Linked DNA regions of Sus scrofa: region 1 is linked to region 2. Evidence: chromatin contacts called from public promoter capture Hi-C data. All regions are on one chromosome and are shown on one strand. Each heading gives the region's core, a stretch centred on a gene start, on an enhancer-like site or on the middle of the called end of the contact. The rest is flanking DNA. Distances are from core to core; before and after follow the strand shown.

The links. Promoter capture Hi-C pulls out the DNA fragments that hold promoters and counts their contacts.
Region 1: a promoter capture Hi-C map of fetal liver shows a contact between it and region 2, with 2.4 times the contacts expected there. The contact joins the promoter of C8H4orf32 here to the promoter of NEUROG2 in region 2. A contact is called at or near these places in 1 of 5 promoter capture datasets (fetal liver), 1 of 47 Hi-C or Micro-C datasets (epiblast stem cells) and 1 of 2 datasets of contacts at active chromatin or transcription factors (alveolar macrophages).

The regions. Positions count from the first base shown.
Region 1 is chr8:110,503,481-110,506,180 of Sscrofa11.1, reverse strand. C8H4orf32 reads left to right here and starts at 1,353. Exons shown (of 2, transcript XM_013978951.2): 1 at 1,353-1,655. The coding sequence starts at 1,476. The region is part of intron 1 of LOC102158976 (a long non-coding RNA gene); the gene reads right to left.
Region 2 is chr8:110,199,250-110,201,949 of Sscrofa11.1, reverse strand. It overlaps NEUROG2 (neurogenin-2), which reads right to left and starts at 1,269. Exons shown (of 2, transcript XM_021101670.1): 1 at 1,166-1,269; 2 at 1-790. The coding sequence starts at 789.

The DNA of each region.
Region 1 (2,700 bases), core at 104-2,603, 300 kb before region 2:
TCCCACCATCCCCTCTTTGGGTTCTATCAACTTGCTAGAGCTGCTCACTGAACTCATAGAAACATTTGCTTACTTTTACCAGCTTATCATAAAGGATATTACAAAGGATATAGGTGAACAGCCAGATGAAGAGGTACATAGGGCAAGGTATGTGGGAAGGGGTGCAGAGCCTCCATGCCCTCGCTAAGCTGCCACTCCCCCTCCCCCATCTCCATGTGTTCACCAACCTGGGAGCTCTCTAAATCCCTGTCCTTTGGGTTTCTATGGAGGCTTCATTACACAGGCATGATTGACTAAACTGTTGACCGCTGGTGATGGATTCAACCTTCAGCCCCACTCCCCTCCCTGGAGATCAGGGTGTGAGACTGAAGTTCCAATCCTCTAATCACAAGGCTGGTCTTCTGGCAACCAGACCCCATCTTTGTTACCTAGAGGTTATCCAAAAGTCACTTCATTAAGATAAAAAAAAGATATCTTTATCCCTCTCACCAAACTCCAAGGTTTTAGGAGCTCTGTGCCAGGAATGGAGACAAAGGCAAAATATATATTTCATATGATAAATCACAATAGTAAGAAAATAATTACTAATTAGATGTGTCTTCCTTACCACACACTGAGAGTGACATATTCTTACCCATTTAAAGAAATACACACAAATGCAGATACACCACCAAATGCTCCCAAGGCTCCAACAGCCAACACACAGCAGGGAGGCACTCAACAGAGAGAGACCTTCAGAGAGACACAGGAGGTAAAGGGAACAAAACAGAGAATGTGGATTACTTGCAAAGGATGGACAGCACTCGGGACAGGCAGCCAGCAGCACAGCCGGGCACACCGCCTGCGCCAGGCAAGCACAGAGGGCCCCGCTGAAGTGTGGAACTCTGTGTCTGTGTGTGTTCCCCTCTCTCACACCTACACACGCTCTCCTCCCTCCCTCACAAACACACTCTCTTACATATACCAGGTCTTTCTTCCAGTTTTTATCACTGTCTTACACACACAGTCTCTCCTATGCACCTACAATATCTTATACACAATCTCTCACAGTCGTACAGAGTCATACACAACCTCCCTCGCATAGTTTCTCTCAGTCTCTCTCACAAACGTGCGCGCGAAAATACACATTCCCTGTGCTAAAGCTCTCACACACACACACAATCTCTCTCTCTCTCTCTCTCTCTCTCTCTCTCTCTCTCTCTCTCTCTCGTTGGCCCCGCCCCGCCCCGCCCCGGCCCCTCCCCCGCGTGGGCTCCGCCCCAGCAGCCGAGGGCGGGGCCAGCCGGTGACAGGAGGGGCCGGGCCGGGGCCGGGCTGGTACTTCTGGCGACCTGGCCAGCCGAGCGCGCTCTGGAGACGCCTGACAGCGGCGAGTGCGGCCGGTCCAGGGCGGCCCACGGGCGGCGGTCGCTGCCTCCCGCTTCGCGGCTTGGCCCCTCGGGCAGCCGTCCCGGGCAGCGGGAGTTGGCTGCGGGATGTGCTCGGCCGGAGAGCTGCGTGGTGGTGGCGGCGGCGGCGGCGGCGGCGGCGGCGGGGAGCATGACGAGAACGGGGACGCGCTGGCTGAGCGGGCGGCGGCGGGGACGGAGTCGGAGCCGGAGCCCGGGGCGACCCCGCGGCGGCGCGGGCGGCGGCCAAAGGAGGAGCTGGAGCAGGTGAGCGAGGAGGGACGGTGCGGTACGGCCGGTTTCCCGAGCCCCACCCGGCGGCGGAGGGAAGTGACCCGGCGGGTTGGCGGCGCCAAGCTCTGTTCCGCGTGGGGCGCTGCTGCTCGCCGCGGCGTTCGGGGAAGCCGCCGCGAGGAGCGGTTGGACGGCGCGCTGCGCTCGGGGCCGAGCCGCGGGGTCGCGCCTGTGCGCTGAGAAGTGCGGGCCCGGAGTCGCGTGCGCCGGGGGATCAGCGCCACCCTTACCCACCCAAGGGGAAGAGGGTTCTCAAGCCGGCGCTCAGAGCTCTGTGGACGGCCCTTCTTAACCGTCATTTACCTAAAAGCCTTCCTTGTAAACACTCCAAGTCCGCACCCCTAGGAGTGTTCCAGGGGACAGCTGCTCCCCCCACCCTCCATCTTGGGTTTCTGAACCCACATCCAGCACCTCTGAAAGGTGTGGGTGTATTTCTCCAGACACGCTATCAGTATCTGAAGGCATGTGTGGGAGCCAGTATTACAATAGATGTCTTGACAGGGACTCTCCGATAGCAGGCTTTTCACATGAACACAGATGAGATCTAGACTTCATTTTAAAACTGAAAAAGCAAGAAAATTGCTTTCAGTTGGTACCAAAGGGGGAAAAAAGTATGAGGCTAGCCATAATAAGGGAAAAGAGAAGTTAGGTAATTTTTGAAACTCTCTGAATTTGCTTTCACTTAAGTACAGCGCTTATAACACATCATTTACCTTCAAGATTAGGCAAGAAGTTTGAGAGAGATTGAACTGTGTGTGGGATGAATTTTCACCAGCAAATATTATAGTAATTAGACCTTCAAAAATACCCGAGATAAGCTAACCTTCAGAATCACATTAAGGAGCAGGAATTCTAATGATTGCCTTTATTACTGCCTTTATTACAGCCTATACTGTTGAGCTCAGTTGAGGTCTCTTGTTATCCTTCTCCATCCCTTTCGGTCACGTTCTCAAACTCCAATATCATCAGTAAATGTACTAATAGATAAAGTATAACTTCTAGTATCTCAGCCTTATAT
Region 2 (2,700 bases), core at 20-2,519:
AGATGCGTAGCGGTGCTTGTCGGGAGGTGGGGACTGCCAATAGTCCATGTCTGAACCCGCCGGACTGGCAGGAGATAAAGTGCAGCTGTAGGGGGAGGTGGAGTTGGAGGATGCGGAGGAGGACGGCGCGGGGCTGTTGGTGCAGCTCCACGTGGAGGCAGGCGAAGGGCTGTCTCCGCTGCTACTCAGCGCGGCGCTAGAGCCTCCCGGGCTCAGCAAGACTGCCTCGGAGAAGAGCGCCCCCGGCAGGCCTCCGCCGCCGCCCCCGCAGTGGTCGGCCAAGCGGAGGGTCTCTGTGAGCGCCCAAATGTAGTTGTGGGCGAAGCGCAGGGTCTCAATCTTGGTGAGCTTTGCGTCCTCCGGGAAAGTGGGGAGCACCTCGCGCAGCGCATCCAGCGCCGCGTTGAGGTTGTGCATGCGGTTGCGCTCGCGGTTGTTGGCCTTCAATCTACGGGTCTTCTTGATGCGCTGCACCGTCTCGGCAGTTTTGGCGCCCCGAGAAACTGCCCGCGCCCTGGAGGGGCGCCGCTTGCACTCGTGCACCAGACCCAGTAGCCGCGCGGGTCGGCAGCCCTCTGTTCCTCCCGGCGAGCGGCCCTGCGCCCCGGGCCCGGCCTCTGCTCCACGCGGCCGACTCGCCCCGCCCGACGAGCGCAGCTCCTCCTCTTCCTCCTCGTCGGTGCTGGAAGACAGCGGGGTCAGAGCTGCTGAGGCGGGGGAGGCCGAGCGGAGCAACACCAACACGTCCTCTTCCTCCTTCAACTCCAAGGTCTCGGACTTGACGAACATCCTGGAGGAGAGAGCGGTGAAGGAGAAAGAACCGAACGAAGTGTTAATACAGAAGCAGAAGCAAGTTCTTGGTGTCACCGGGACGTCCTCTTGCGCGCTTCGGAGAAGACCGGCTCCGAACAGCGCCAAGGAGTAACGTAAGTTGGGGAGGAAACCGCGCCAGCGCCCTCCAAGCTCAGGAGCGCCCCTCGTTGCGACCCTGTCGCCGGCTAAGTGGGTTCCTAACGCTGCGGGCCGCCGTGGCGGTTGTGTTCCCTCCCGGGAAGGGAATGCGGCTCCCGCAACCGATTCAGCGGGAGCAAGAGGCTTTCGGGTGTGGTGGGACAGAGTGCGGGAAACACCGTTCCAAGTTGGAAGGCCCAGCGCGGATACTTACTTACTTGGCTCTCTAAATGTGCCTCAGCGTCGCTATTACTTTAGACTGTGCTGCGATTCTCCGCTCAGCTCGGAGCACAGCGCCGCGCCTTCTGCGGGTTGGAACCCTGCGGACCTGGCGCTACTGCGGCGCCGCTCCGCGGGGGACCTCTCCTACCCGCGAGGTTGCCAAGAGCCTCGGCGGCCGCGGTGACCCGCCCGGGTCTCGTGTGTTTTGGTGGTGGTGCGTGTCTGTCTGTCAGTCAGTCCCCGGCGGTGCGGCTCCCGGCACGCGACTCTTAGGCACTCCAGTTAAAGCGAAGCTGCTTGTGGTTCAGTGGCTGCGTGTCTGGCACACGACTCTCCTTAAAACCCCTTATATACCACCGAGAAAACAATCAGATCTGCCCCCGGGGCCCCCATCTCCCCCCACCCCCGGCCGCCGCCGCCTCCTCCCCACTCCCGTGCCGGCCCCCCTTCTCCCCCGCTTTTCCCTCTCCGGCTTACTCTTTTCATTGCATTATCATCATTCATTTCTTTCTCTTTTTTCACCCCCTTCCCCCCCTCCCCTAGGCCCTGCCATCCATCCCCCTCCCATCGCCCCCGCCTCTCTTTTCCCCCCTTTATCTAATCAGCATAAAATGGTTCTAAAGCTCCTGTTGGAGCTCGAGGCTGCGGTCGGACTGCTGAAGCGGTGGCGGCAGCATCGGCTCAAGCTGCGGCTGTTGTCGCCGCCGCTGCCCATTGTGATTGGTGGCTCGCGCTCGGCTGGAGCGTGCCGCTAATTTATTAATGAATGGAGGTCGCGAGGCGCAGCTGGCCAATCACGGCGTCCCGGACTCCGGGAGGCCTGCGAGCCACGCGCACCGGAGCCCGCTCCCTTTCAGCGGCTCATTAGGGGCCGGGGCGCTGGCGGCCGCTGGGGAGACCAAGGCGACAGCCCCCGCCGGATCCTCGAGGCTGCACCCCACCCCCCGCCCCCGCCGCGCGCGCACAGGCACCGCACCCGGCGCTGCCCAGCCTCCTAGCTCCCGGACGTTGGGATCCGAGGAATTAGTTAATGGGGGTCAGGATCCCGGGGAAAGCAGTTAGCCCTCTGGTGCTGCCGGCCGTGTGTTGGCAAAGCTTCTTAGGAGCTGTATCAAGTGGTGACCGATTTTAAAATGCATTCATTTAGTTAAAGGAGGAATGGGGTGTGGGTGGCGAGCTGTGGGCGCTTGGTGGGCAAGCGTGTTTAGGTTCCAGAGAGACTCACATGGGAGAGTGAGGCAGTTGGCAGGTTCATAGAGGCATTTCCTGCCAGGGGAGATCGAGTTGGGGGGTGCCGTAGACGGGCTTTCAGAGGGTGTGAGAAGAAAAGCGCTCACGTGTTAGATCTAAAAGGGACTCCTCGTTTTACTGTGACAAACTGAGGCTCTGAGCACTGCTACGGCTTTTTAGTTTGGGGTAGGGGTTAACCCCAGTTTATGGCTGGGCGGTACAGCAAGGAGGCATCCCGCCTGGGTGGCAGCCAGCACCTCCCTCCAGCGAATGGGCTGCACTGACATTTCCATGACC